3 separate regions of the Mus musculus genome follow, and all the other regions are linked to region 1. The links are chromatin contacts, called in public Hi-C maps. All regions are on one chromosome and are shown on one strand. Each heading gives the region's core, a stretch centred on a gene start, on an enhancer-like site or on the middle of the called end of the contact. The rest is flanking DNA. Distances are from core to core; before and after follow the strand shown. Region 1 overlaps Nrp1 (neuropilin 1). Region 2 has its middle 180 kb from the start of Mir21c. Region 3 has its middle 220 kb from the start of Gm32590.

What was found. Hi-C and Micro-C count contacts between places; a contact is called where the count stands out from the background.
Region 2: a Hi-C map of liver shows a contact between it and region 1, with 3 times the contacts expected there. The contact joins two enhancer-like sites. A contact is called at or near these places in 5 of 484 Hi-C or Micro-C datasets (the N1E-115 cell line, the Patski cell line, Th1 cells and 1 more).
Region 3: a Hi-C map of neural progenitor cells shows a contact between it and region 1, with 3 times the contacts expected there. The contact joins two enhancer-like sites. A contact is called at or near these places in 1 of 15 datasets of contacts at CTCF or cohesin (embryonic stem cells), 13 of 484 Hi-C or Micro-C datasets (CD4 T cells, the HL-1 cell line, the MC3T3-E1 cell line and 8 more), 1 of 115 datasets of contacts at active chromatin or transcription factors (neural progenitor cells) and 1 of 9 other capture datasets (embryonic stem cells).

What each region holds. Positions count from the first base shown.
Region 1 is chr8:128,486,738-128,491,332 of GRCm38.p6, forward strand. It overlaps Nrp1 (neuropilin 1), which reads left to right. Exons shown (of 17, transcript NM_008737.2): 12 at 1,160-1,219. Gm32643 (a long non-coding RNA gene) reads right to left here. Exons shown (of 7, transcript XR_003947627.1): 1 at 1,636-4,595. Among named protein-coding and RNA genes, the nearest start is that of Gm32643, 4.0 kb to the right of the region's middle. Within about 2 kb of position 1,969, at least 62 of the 459 cell types and tissues checked have an H3K27ac peak or open chromatin away from gene starts, as enhancers often do. A contact at or near this core is called in liver, neural progenitor cells and uterus, where this site is marked.
Region 2 is chr8:128,091,394-128,096,248 of GRCm38.p6, forward strand. No RefSeq gene overlaps it. Among named protein-coding and RNA genes, the nearest start is that of Mir21c, 180 kb to the right of the region's middle. Within about 2 kb of position 2,113, at least 8 of the 459 cell types and tissues checked have an H3K27ac peak or open chromatin away from gene starts, as enhancers often do. A contact at or near this core is called in liver, where this site is marked.
Region 3 is chr8:128,023,385-128,028,017 of GRCm38.p6, forward strand. No RefSeq gene overlaps it. Among named protein-coding and RNA genes, the nearest start is that of Gm32590, 220 kb to the left of the region's middle. Within about 2 kb of position 2,422, at least 128 of the 459 cell types and tissues checked have an H3K27ac peak or open chromatin away from gene starts, as enhancers often do. A contact at or near this core is called in liver, neural progenitor cells and uterus, where this site is marked.

The DNA.
Region 1 (4,595 bases), core at 719-3,218:
GAAAGAATTCACATAATTACCGTTCAATCCTCAAGTCCCTTGGGATTGGGACAAAGTGTTTATCCCCTTTGCCTTCAGATACCTTCCACCACTTCTCCAAAACATTCTGAGCAGAATATTTGTTCTTGGAAAAAAATAAACAGCTATGCCATAGGAAAGAATGAAGCAGGAAGAACCATGGCCATCCATTTTAAACCTTCAGTTTTAAAAATACCTCATGGGGACTGACCTCATGACTTCCCTGAAGGCACACTTTTCAAACTCTAGAAACTATTGGATGCTTCAAGGTATAGGTCAAGTTTAATACTTAAGTCAGTGAGAAGGGTAGAGCCCTGGCATTTCACTGTTGAAACAGAATGCTGCATTTAGCCCTAGCATAAAGTCCCCAACTCCTCATGCCTTCTGGATGCTTTATGATAAAACATGCTAGGATATAAGGCATACTTGAAAATCACTATGAGAGTTTTCACTACCATAACCAGTAAAGAAGAGAGGTGCAGGTAATGCATTTGCTAATTAGCACATTAGTGTGTATGTGTGATATTGTACAACATAGAGAAAATCTTTATTTGTTCATTTAAAAAATTGTAAAGCAAATGTGTAAGGTTTTTTTTTTTTTTAAGTAAAGCTGTTAGAGTTGGGACTATGGATCAGTTGATAAGGGGCTTCCTGTCAAGCCTAAGGACCTGAAGTCAGCCCCTAGAATACACACACACACACACACACACACACACACACACACACACACACACAAAGCTGAGTATAGTACAAGCTTGTAGGTAGATAATGGGTCCCTGGGACTCACTAGCCAGCCAATCTAGCCTACTTGTGTAACCCTGTTTCAAAGGAGCCAAGTGATATTTCTGACATGACACCGCAGATTATCTTCTAACATCCACATGCACATGCTCCTGCACACTTAATGCAAATCTTCACACACATGTAAACATACACAAAACATAGCATGCATAAAATTAAAACAATCTTATGGTAATGTTGTTTGAATTAGATAGACTAAGATTCAGTCAAATGTGATTGGTCCTGGAAGGAACTAAAGTAAGAGTTTTCTGTGAGAAATGTCTAGAGATGTGAGCTTGAAACATTGTTGCACACTGCCTCTGTTTTCTTATTTTGGTATGCCGCTGCTCTTATTTTTCAGGAGGCACCACTGTCCTGGCCACAGAGAAGCCAACCATTATAGACAGCACCATCCAATCAGGTATCAAAATCTAATGTGTCTATATTCCATGTACCCCTTCCAATCCCACTTACCAAAATAGCATCACTGAGCTTCCTGGCTTCAGTTGCTCTAAAGGCCTAGGAGAACAGCAAAGCTGTAAAAGCCACATGCTTTTGGTACCCAGTAAGCCCCAATGAACAGGGTTCCCTTCCTCATCAGTCATTGCTGAATGACATGTCCCAGCTACCCCCCTCCCCCCAGGGAATTGAGAGACATACTTTGTTTAATTACAGCACAGCTCTGATGTGGCCTGTGTTTGCAAACTAGAAGAAGGAAAGAAATCTCACAAGCCACAGCCTAACTATTTATTTTCATCACCATTCTGCAAAATCAAGAAGCGCAAAGTTTGTCTGTTGTGCCTGCCACAGAGTTGGCAGTTTTACAACAGCACTTACCACAAGACTGGCTCAGGAAACCAAGGTTTACACTGTGCCCGGGCTGAGAAACACCCTGGGAGCATCCCCCTTATCCTTTAGCTCAGAGGAAAACCCAAGGACTCTGTCCGCCCAACCGTGCGTGCGGGTTATCAAAGGCTGCCCTCTTTTGTTTTCTGTTAGTATTCTGTGACATTCTTCCCCACAGACTCACATGAAGGGAAGCAGTTGTATAAGCAACCAGAGGTTTTTTTTTTTTTTTTAAATACTTTAGAGTTAATCATTAGAGGAAGGTGAGAGGGTCAGCTTCCCAGATTCTTCCATTTCCTTTATTGAAGTTCACTCAGCCTTGGCCTCTGCAGTCATTTATTAATGGACCGTGTGGTGTGTATCGGTGTTTCCTCCACACTGACTGCCTCACAGAGGACTAGAAAGGACTTCCCTAATTAGCATGCTTCCTTAAAGGCCACTGTTACCATTGACCTAATTAAACTGTAAGACAAACTTCTTTGGAACTTTCCCCCAGTTTTCAGGAGTTCAGCTGACAAAACGCTTGCTCCCGCATCCCAAACCCCTCAGACGTTAGGCAAAGGAAATCCCCCAAATGCTGTGTTCCTGCTCATACCTGTTGTAATTTGACTTTAGTCACAGTGTCTGTCTGCAGATATTTTACTCTTCCCTGTCTGTTACCAGGAGGACGGCCCTGGTCTGCAAATGGGGCTTCTCTGTGGGGGTGAAGCTGTAGGACTATGACTCTCAATATACTGTCTTTGGCCCTCTATCAGAAGAGGATGAAGGGAGTATATGAAGTTGTGATGACGCCATGTACATTTTAGTTGCTCATCTAGTTTCTTTTCTTGCCAGAAGTGATTAGAAGCACCCTGAAGTAGTCTCTCTACTGCTTCGTTAGTCTCTCATCTCCTCTATTAAACGAGCATGGCTATCTTCAAAAAGCATGAAAGTGAGAGTCATGGTGACCACACCAGGAGAGGTTTTGATAACACATTTGCTTTCAACAGGACCTCTTGGTCATGCTTGTGAAGGTCTTATAAACAAGGGGCTGTCAGCCCAATCTTAGCATTCACCAAAGTCAGAGGGCAGGTGTACAGCGCATGAATCCATAAGATTTGTTACTACCACCATCTAGACAAAGACTGGTTCTAACAGCCTGGCTGATCATAGAGATAGACAATGTCTATATGGTTTCCTGTTTATTCCATTGTCTGAGTTATAAATCTGGTCTTCAGCTCCTCACTGGAGGGTCATGAACTGTTGACCTTTAAAAGCTATCTGTTCACTGCAACCTTCTGGTTAGGTCACTGCATGGGCCTCACAGAGATGGAATGTGCTTCCAGACAGAGGTCTAGCTCAAGGTGAGGCTGACCACACCTAAAACTTGATGCATTACAGGCCTCTCACACTTCACAGATGGCCTCAGACAGACCCTATGTCTTCATCAAAATTCTGTTTACCTGAGCAGTTACAAACTAAGCAAAATCTTAAGATTCTGTTTTAAGAACTGAGTGGGTATCTCAGTAAGTGTATGCAAGCACTTACCCCTGCTGTGCAAGCATGAATTCCTGAGTTCCATCATCAGAATCCACACAAAAGCAGAGTATATGGAGCATGCTCAGAGATAGAGACAGGCAGATCGCCATGGCTCACTGACTAGCAGGCTTGGCCTACATGGCAAGTTCCAGGCCCCAGTGAGAGCCAATCACAAAACACAAGATGGATGGTGCCTGAAGAATAACATTTGAAATTGACCTCTGACTTACACATAGATATACACACATACATGAACATGTGCATACACACACACACACATAGAGGAGAGAAATTTATCTTGAGGATTCTGATCAATACAAGAAACTCAGCAGGAATACAATATCCATATACTGCCTAGGTTGCTGTCATTAGAGGCATAAAAGGGTATTCATGCTTGGACAGACCCCTCTGTTTAATGCAGTTCTCTTTACAAAGGACTTTGACCCTCTGAGGGTCTTTCCACATCCTCACAGCAGCTCACAGTATGTTGGTGACTTATGATTGTGTGGGCTTCCATATCCCTCTTGCTTGGACTTTAGGACCAGCTGATAACCAAGCAGTGATCATACTAGATAGGAACCTCGACTTGAAAATTAAATCCTTGCTCACATCCTGTGCTTAATGACCCAACTGCAGGCAAGATCCTTTCAGCAGCACAGCTGGCATTTGCTCACAGAGGCCATAAATTTGTTTTAAGTTCAGAATATTGTTTCCTGCTATTTTTAAGAAGGGATTTAGTCCAATTATTACTATTGAATTTAATGAGAACTGTGCACAACTCCAGGGCCTGAGTAATAATTTAAAAGCTTAGCCATCAGGGTCCCTGCATCTTCATATCTTTCCTCTACTCAACTTTCTTCTCTTCTTTCTCTGTCTTTTTCTTCTTCTTTCCTGATCCTTATGCAGCTTTTTGGCTTTTTGTTTTTTGTTTGTTTTTGGTTTTATTTGTTTGTTTTTCCCTCTACAAATGTCTGTTGATACTTTGGATGATTGGTCACCTTCATATCCAAGGTGAATTGTCAGCACTGAATTCTACAATCCAGATCCCAGCCCCACTGAAATGCATTGATTTGTTTTTTTTTTAATTTTTTGGCCATTTCTAAAATGCTAAGTTCATATGCTTTACAATGTCATCAGAATGTTAGCCAACATAATGCACAGTGTGGTTTTCTGGGCCAGAGAGCAAATTTTATGTGTAAGCAAAGTAGATGGAACCACTTATGAAGCTTTTCTGCCCTTTTGCATATCGTACAAAGCAGACTGAAGAGAAAAAAATAAAAGTCAAAAACCTCACACTTTCACATCAACATTTCCTACCATGAGGTTACACAACAGTACATTCCGGGACAAGGATGTTGACTATGCCATCTGTGAAAGTCAGTTTTGCTGCCCAAGGGCAGTAACTTCAGGAGAGATTTTTGAGCCTCATGAAG
Region 2 (4,855 bases), core at 863-3,362, 400 kb before region 1:
CCGCAGTTCTGGTTCTGGAATGAGGGATCTTCCTTGCGCCAGTCCCGAGTTTTTTCTCGTCCCGGGTTTCGGCACCAATTGTTATTAACGCGTTAATAACAATTAGGATAAAGATCAGAAAACTTCATGTTCATGCAAGATGAAAATTCATTTACAGACTCTCCTTGGGGCTATGTTGATCCTGCTCTGTCATAATATAGTCCAAACAGGTCCAGGCAACCACAAATCACAGGCACTGCCATAGCAGCATCATGCTGAGCAGGCAGGAGGCAGGAGGGACACAGCACAGACCTCTCAGTAGGTCAGAAGAAGGAACATTGGAAATTGGGAGAGAACCAGTCCAAAGATCTCTGAGACAAGTGTGTGTGTGTGTGTGTGTGTGTGTGTGTGTGTGTGTGTGCGTGTGCGTGTGTGTGTGTGTGCAGAGATCATTGGACCTTAGCTCTTTATTGTTTCTCAAATGCCATCTACCTTGTTTTGAGAAATGACCTTTCACTGGCTTGGACTTGCCTATTAGCCTTAACTAGCTGGCCTGTGAGCCCAGGGATCTACTTGTCTATGCTTCCCTGATATTGAGTTTCCAAGTGAGCACTGCTGTACCTGGGTCCTTGTGGTATCTGGGAACCCAACTAGGCTATATCTCCAAAGCACTAAATTTTTGAGGAGCTAATTGAGAAGGTATATAGTACGAGAATCCCTAGCTGGGATCAAGACAAAGATGTGTCCCCAAGGTATGCCTCAAGACCTTCTTACTCCAGTTAAGCCCTACCTTCAACAGTTTCTACCTCCTCCCAATGGTGCCATTCAATTAAGAACCAATCAAAGATGAATCCGATGATCCAATCCAATCCCCATGACTCAATAACCATCCCATCATCTTTGAACATGCTGCATTAGGGATCAAGCCTTTAGCACATGAGTATTTAGGGGGAATTTTTTTTTGTTGTTTGTATGTTAGAATGGAGAAGGAGAGGCACTGGGCCCTCTGACAAGCTCTAGAGGTAAATCTCAATCCAGGCTGATTCGGTTCTAGAGAACCACCCTCAGCAGATAGTGACATCCCTTGACCAAGTCTCAGGGCACCACTGGGTATTTAACTGTGGTGTACCAAGCACAGTTCAGAACTTCCTGTTACAAAGTGCAGTCTGTTGGATCTCCCACCATAAGATGGAGATGAAACATCTAGGATAAAATCACAACAGGGTTAGAACACCTCCACCCACCCAGTGTCACTCACTGTAGTTTACAAATTACACCCACTAGTTCAAGTTCAAGGTCTGTGTATGGATGAGTTGGCCCAGTGGGTGGGTACAAGCTGAAAATGGACAGCAGCTGCTTTACAAACACATTCATGGACAACTGAGAGATGGTAAGAAGAGGAGTGTTCCCCATGGCAGAGCACTGAGCCATGGTAGAATACCACTCTTAGTGTAGAAGATCGAAAAGCTACTTGCAGCATACTGAGATAAAAGCTGTATATCTTTGCCATTTCGATCTCACCTTTCTACATTTTAATGGCTGACGCATTCTCCCTGATCATCCTCTGACTCGATGAGTCCTTTGATAGATCTGCAAACAATGTTTCAGGGTTTCACAGTCACAAAGAAAGTAGGGTGACTATCTAGTGGCTGCGTGCCCAGAAAGGGTGTTGCTTTTGGCAAAATGAACCAGAGTGATTTCCAAAGTAGTATTTATTCATTTTGAAATTATGCACACAACAAACGTCTGGGTGAGCTGACTTCTCTAACCCGGGCACTAATGGGGAGGTAGGCTGGTAATTTGGAGCACTCACTCAGGAAATCCTGAAATTAAGGTTCTTTTGGAAGTATTGACTCATCCCCTTGCTACTTTCTGAATGCATCCATTTAACACACCAATTAGTAATTGTAAATTGTGCTCTAAATTTTGCAGGTGATTTTCTGATGAAATGTTGCTTTACTAATTCTAGTGGGTGCTGTTCAGAGTTTGCTTTTGCATTGAAAATAGCTTCGATTTTTCTCTTGATAAAAAAAAAAAAAGGAAATTGCTAGAAAAGACCCATCCAACTGAATACTTCACAGATATGCCTCTGTAGCTCCACAACATCTACTAATCAATGAAGCTGGCTTCAAAAATAACACCCACAGGTCTGGCAAAGACCTCTCAGTGAAAAGGCACAGTGTTCAATCCTCCCAAAGTCAACATGGTGGAAGGAAAGAATTGATTTGCTCAAGTTGTCCTTTGACTTCCATATGCAAGCTATAGCTTGCACACCCACACATTCACATAACACATGCAAACACCCATACACACAGAGTAAATAAATTCATACAGTGAAAACCTCACAATTCATTTTCAAAAATGATACCCATGTGTTTGGAATTGAACACATTACAGAAAACAAGGCATTGTCACAGGGCGGTCTGTGAAAGACCCACCACTTTTCACCATGTGAGTCCAACCCTGAGACCCATTCATTAGATGTACTGTACAGCACACAGGGCAAAGCATGCATTATTTCACCATTTAGTATTTTCCTGAGACAGATTACTTTTAAACTATAAATGCTCACTGCTGGATGCCAAATATTAATTCTGATTTAAAACTAATAATTTCAAATCTTAAACAAAAGTAAGTACTCATGACAGCCTTTCTTAACTGATACAGGGGTGGGGGCAGCATTTTCCTCAGCCATCTTAATAGTTTCTAGTCTTAACAATGGAAACATACAGAGAGTGTAAATTCTAAAGCCGAGTTTCCTACAAATTTGGAAGAAAAAAAAGGTGGAACACCAAATGAGACTCCACTAAGCAGAGACATTTACTACGGAAGAGGAGACTATATTAGGAAGGGCTAGTGCTGGTCATTGGAAAACCCTTTGAAGGCTTGCTCTTTACATGTTTAGTCAGTATGCTGTTTACTGTCAGAATGTTTGAATGTTATGACTGAATGCTTACAAACACTTAACTGCCCCTGAATGAACTCAGTAGAGCTACTGTGTTTGTTTTTCACTTGTGTTTGTTCATAATGCTTCAATGCTGAGCTGAAAGAAAGAAGAAAGAAAAGTGAAAGAATAGGGCTCTTCAAATTGCACAAAAAGCCAAATGAGTATTATGTCAGGGAATGGAGGGAGCATTTGAAATGTGTCAGTTAGGGATCTTGAGGGCAAGAGCATCTTACCTCACACATAGAAAACCCTCTCATCACTCATCTTTTACCTGTGTAGTGTCTCCATGAGACCCTTCATTTCTATGATTAAAGATGAATTGAAAGTTTGAAACTGGGATAAGATGGCATGGGCATGAAGTTCCACTCCAAACTTCCACGAAGTTGCAAAAGTGCGTGAGCGACCAAATTCTTCCTAAACTCTACCTCGGTGGCCCTTGTATGGCTTCAAACTGTCTCATACATTTATTGGTTAGATGTTTTCTTTATTCATGTTTATTCCATGCACAGCACTGGATGCTGAATGGGTTGGCACTCTTCAGGCAGGATGCTGTTTCAGATCTATAGACTGGAGATATGTATTTTGCATCATAATGCCAACATGACAGTATATTTGAAATTTCAGCATATGGCCACTCAACACTCTTGCTCTCCTCTCTCCTTTTTTAGACCTCATATTCTTCCTCTGACTCTATTTCCAGGAGCTCCCTTCACACCTTCCCTCTGGTCATTGTATAAAATTTCTCATTGCTGTGGCCCAATGCTGGCAAAAAGCAACCCAGCTATTTTGGCTTACAGTTTAATGATATAACGTATCATTATGGGAAAGCATGATAGCTAGTGCTTGGTCACATCCAGGTGAATCAGGACCAGAAATATGGTTGAACTACAAATCATTACAGAAAATTGATGTATCTTCTTTTTAAAAATGTTTTTTTTTTCAATTCCTTGTCCACTTTTCTCTGGTAGAGTCTGTCTTTCACTAATTTGTCAGTGAAGTAGACAATTACCAAGATGGCTTCTATGACCTGCTAAGATGGCCTCTATTACCTCACTTCCTGGGTTCACACCTTGAAATTTCTCTCACAGAAGTGTGAATAGAATCCAGGGATTTACTTATGGTGAACAAAACACTGCAGAAGAGATGAGATAGCACCACTGATGGTTCATATTTCCCTACTCCCTCCTTTCCCCCTCCCTCCCTCCCTTCCTCCCTCCTTTTCTCTCTCCTTCCTCCCTACTCCCTTCTCCTGTCATTTTCTAAGCTGTCCTAAGGGGAAGGATGCATTATAAGAAACTGATGTTTCCAGCCAGCAGCCAGCAAGACCTTATGATTCCCACAGCCACATGGGAGAGATGAGAGCCTTGAGCACAAGGCTCTGAATTGAACACAGCTCCCAATAGTCCTCTCGGCATCCCATGAGACAACCAAGCCAGAGACAATCAGCACTCAGAAACTGTGAGGTAATATATGCTTGCTCTTTGCACCTCCTCTGTCCAAAACTAGATAACTACATGAATAACTGATTATCTGCTCAAGTAGGCGCCCCTTGATATTGTCATACATTGATGACAGTGTTTCCCACACTGTCTTTCCTTCTCACGAGTGGTTCTTTTGATGAACAAATATTTATAACTTAAAAAAGAATCTTGTAATTTGGTTTTTGAAATGTTTTAAAATTAAAACATAATTAGTGGAAAGAGAGGCCCATTGGACTTGCAAACTTTATATGCCCCAGTACAGGGGAATACCAGGGCCAAAAAGGGGGAGTGGGTGGGCAGGGGAGTGGGGGTGGGTGGATATGGGGGACTTTTGGTATAGCATTGGAAATGTAAATGAGTTAAATACCTAATAAAAAATGGAAAAAAAAAAGAACATTAAAATACAAAAATCCCAAAGGAAATTAATTTTGTTGGAGCGGTATTGACA
Region 3 (4,633 bases), core at 1,172-3,671, 460 kb before region 1:
TGCAGTCTCCTCTCTCTCTCTCTCTCTCTCTCTCTCTCTCTCTCTCTCTCTCTCTCTGTGTGTGTGTGTGTGTGTGTGTGTGTTTGTATCTGTGTGTGTGTCTGTGTGTGTGTACTCGTGCACGCACGTGTGCTGTGTGTGTCTGCTGCATGCGTGTGTTTTCTCACTCTTGATGAAACCCTCTCTTCAGCTGCTGATTCTGTGTGTTCCTGTTTGCTGTGTTCATGATATCCCTGGCTGTAACCTGTTGTGCTCAAGATTTTTATTGCCTTTTAATTTTTTTAACAGAATTCTTTAGCAGAGAGAAGGAACCCTGATGAGGACCCCTAGCTGGAACATCAGGACATCTTTACCATAAACAAAGTCAACAGTCTTGTTTGAGATTCCCAGGAAATTACTGGGAACACCATGGGAGACCTTGAGGACTCTGTAGCTAAGGACGAGTCAGGGAAAAAAGTTAGCTAATGGGTCATCCATAAAAACAACACAGAAAGGAATCCCAGCCCTTCATGCTCCCTCTGCTGCTTCTCCCTACCCAGAGCAAAGATTCAGGGAAACCTCAGTTAAAATCAAAGAACAAGGAAGAAATGTGTGCTCGAGCCCCTATCTCAGAAATTAAAGCCACAGCCACAGTTAAGTTTTCATTTGATCTTCCAGACTGTTCAGATGAGCATCAGTGTTACCAGAAAAGGGTCTGTGGTCAACAGAGCAAGAATACATTCTACCCAGGAGACAGGATCAGGGTCAAGCTCATAGGAACTGTTGCTTGGGTCTGGTGGCATCATGCGTGAGAGAAATGTAAAGGCAAGCTGCCCTGACAAAGGAAAGGACCAAAAAAAAAAGTTTTCCTACTAACTTTTATGTGCATTCATATTTGTGTGTGCACATGGCAGGATGGAAGCAGACAGATTTGGAGGATCCAGAAGACCCCTCGGGTGCTGTATTGTATGCCTTGCTTTTTTTTTGAGACAATCTTTGTGAGAATTGCTGATTAGACTAGACTGACTGGCCTAAGAGTGTGAAGGATCTTCTTGTCTCTCTCTAGTGCTGGGATCACAAGCACACACTACCATATCCAGCTTTTTATTCACATTTGGCTGCTATGGATTGAACTCAACTTCTGTCTGCAGAGCAAGCACTTTACTGTCGCCTCAGACCTTCCCTAGTATCTTGGATAAAAGTTCTCAAATAACTAACTCTCCTGGGTTAAAATATTACAGTTTTTAATAACAAAACATTAAAATGATAGGGTTAGTGTCTAAAATGACTATGATGCAGAATGACGAATACCCATAAGCCAGCATGCTTGCTGAGTTAACTAATTCTATCCCCCTACCTCACATTGCAAAGAGCTGACCCTGAAGGTGAGATGCTTGCTCTCCAGGGATCTCAGCTGCCTATAGTTAGGGGAAAGTGGCTAAAAGGAGCAGAAGAAGGGACTAAGGAAAGCTGAGTGCTTACCAGGGAAGACTGGATGGACTGCCCAAGGCAGGGGGGGGGGGCGGGGGGGGGGGCGGCTGGTCCTTCTTCTTGTAGCCAATGTGAGAAACAGAATTATAAGAGACCCAGACTCCCCTGCCCCCACCCTGATATCCTAAGAATAGGCCAAAAGAAAAGGGCATGAAATGGTGTTACTGGGAGAAGTGCCAAGACAAAGAGATATTCAGATTTCTGGGGACAAAGGCCATGTGAAAGGAATTTTCCTTTCAACACACAGACACACACAGAGAGACATAAACACACAGAGATACACACACATACACACACACACACACACACACAGAGAGAGAGAGAGAGAGAGAGAGAGAGAGAGAGAGAGAGAACACTGTGTGGCTGGCAGAATGAAATGAATTAGCTGCACTGCATCAACTTCAAATTAAAATAATTTCAAATGTAGCAAAAGAGAACGTGGCAGCGGGCCACCGTCTTAAACAGAACACATGGACAGGGCCTGGGAATGGAAAGCAGAGCCATTCCAAGTGAACCCAGAACACGGAGCAGGGGCTGGAAGAGCCAGTCCAGGCTGCAAGCAGCTGGGAGCTAAATGTTTCCTCCTGGGCCACAGAGAAGGGAGGGGTGTGGGGACTGGAGAGGAATGGAAGCCAAACCATCCATAGGGCTGGTACAGGGCCAGATGGCCACCAACCAGAGACATTGGTTCTTGTGACTCGGGTCACTGGGCAGGAGGGGCCTGAGATCTTGACATAGGGTAAAAGACCCAGAAGAAGAGCAGACCCTGGGCTGAGAGCTTCTACAGCCTCCAGGGGTCTGCACCCTGGATGCCAAAGCTCCCCGGACAGGAAATGAGTGAGACTCCATTAGATTCCAGAGGAAACCTCAGACTCTGGCAACAATAGCAAGAAAGAAGGCTGGGCACAGCAGTTTGTTTAATGTGGATCTGTAAAGGTCAGGGTTAAATGTTTGTGAAAGTTCTCCAACAGGGTTGCACACATAGACCTTTGGGGACGGAGGGAAGACATTGCCTCATGCACAGCCCAGGCACCCAAAATGACTTATATCTAGAAGACTGTGACCCTTGCTGTACAGAAGGACCTATGGCCGTCCACACTCAGAAGGAAAAAGAGATCTTTGGTATTGTTTTATAATCCAGGGACAATTTTCACAGTGATGCAGAGAAAGACCAAGGGTTTAAGGCCAGAGCTGAGGAGATAAAATGAGTGTTATGAAAGCATGAGAACCTTGTGTCCACATTAAATAAAAATAAAAGGAGCAGGAGGAAGAGGAATAGGAGGCGATGGAAAGGAGGAAGAGGAAGATATAAGGGCAGAGGCCAGCATTATCATAATCCCAGGACTGGGACAGGAGGGTCCTTGGGGCTCCTCTTTGTCTGTGAGGATATTTCCAGAGAGGTCTCACTAAGGAAGGAAAATGTCTGGTCTAGCCAATTGGAAAGCTCTAGGTTTAGATGATGCATAGATAAAGAAATAGATAGATAGATAGATAGATAGATAGATAGATAGATAGATAGATAGATGGTCAAAGAGCTGAAGCAATGTCTCTGCTGTCAAGAGAGCTTGCTGCTCTTGCGGAGAACCTGCTATTACTTGCACTCACATCAGATGGCTCACAACCATCTATAACACCAGTTCCATGGGATCTGATACTCAATACTGGTCTCTAAGGATCCCTATACACATCATGTGTTTCATGTACAGACTTGAAGACACACACACACACATACACATAAGATAAAAATTAAACAATAAAGAGTACTTAAGAACTTTACCTGATGTTGACCTCTGGCCTTTACATATGTGCACACACAGGTACACAGACACATTTACTTGGGTATATACAAACACAGATATACACATACATACATACATACATACATATATACATACACACATGATGCATGCATACATATATACATACACATCAAAATGAGTTTTCAAAAATAAGTTCCAAGTTAGCCTGGGCTACACAGTGACAGCCTATCTCAAAAACTGAATTAAATAAATGAATGAATGAATGGTATAGGATATTAATTTTATTTGGTCAAGGTTACCTTATCTTATTTTGAATTTTAAAAAAATCTACTTCAAAATATATTCACAGTACCTGGCATCTTACTCACATAATCCTGATCTGATAATTTCTCAGTAAATGGCCGCTATTCCATATCACTGTGAGTCCAGCCTGCCCTTCATAGACTTGTGTTCCCTTCTGTGGAACCAATCAAGCTAGGCTAAGAATATTTGAAGAAACAATCGTGTCTGTCCTGAATTATATTCCTTTGCTGATTGCATAAGCAATACAGCAGTATGGAAACAAGGCATGCATGCTAAATTGGCTGCTCTCAGTCACTTTGAGATTTAAATACACAGAAGATGTGCAGAGGTTACATGCTGCTTTAGTGAGTTTCTCTGCTGCTGGGATAAATCACTCTGAGCAAAAGGATTTGGACAGGAAAAAAGTTGTTTTTTGTTATTTTGTTCTGTTTTTTTTGTTGTTGTTGTTTTGTTTTGTTTTAATTTTACACTTCCAGGTCACTATCTATCACTGGGGAAGTCAGGGCAGGAAATCCAGCAGGAATTGGAAGAGTTCATGGAGAAACACTGTTTAATGCCTTGCTCCCTCTAGCTCATGCCCAGCCTACTTTCTCATACAACCAGGACCACTTTCTCAGGGGTGGCACCTCTCACAGTAGACTGGGCCCTCCCACATCAATCAATAGTCAAGACAATCTCCCACAGACATGGCCACAGGCCAATGTGATCTAGACAACTCCTTAATTGAGACTCCCTTTTCCCAGGTGACTCTTGATTGTATAAGTTAACAATAAAACCTAAGTAGGATAGATGTTAATACCATGTCCCTGTAAAAGAAAATTTTATTACAATAAATCAGTGTGTGTGCGAGTGCATGTGTATGCACATGTGTGACAGTCACAAGACTGCTTAAGGTTCTCTCCTTTCACTGTATGGATTCTAGGAATCAAACTCAGGTCACTAGGCTTGGCAGCAAGTGTCTTTTACCAGTTGAACCATCTCACTGGCCCCTATTTCTCTTTTTAATCACTGGTGTGTGTGTGTGCATATATGTATGTGTGTATATTCATTGGTGGACAGTACTGAATTTCACATATATGTATGTGTGTATATTCATTGGT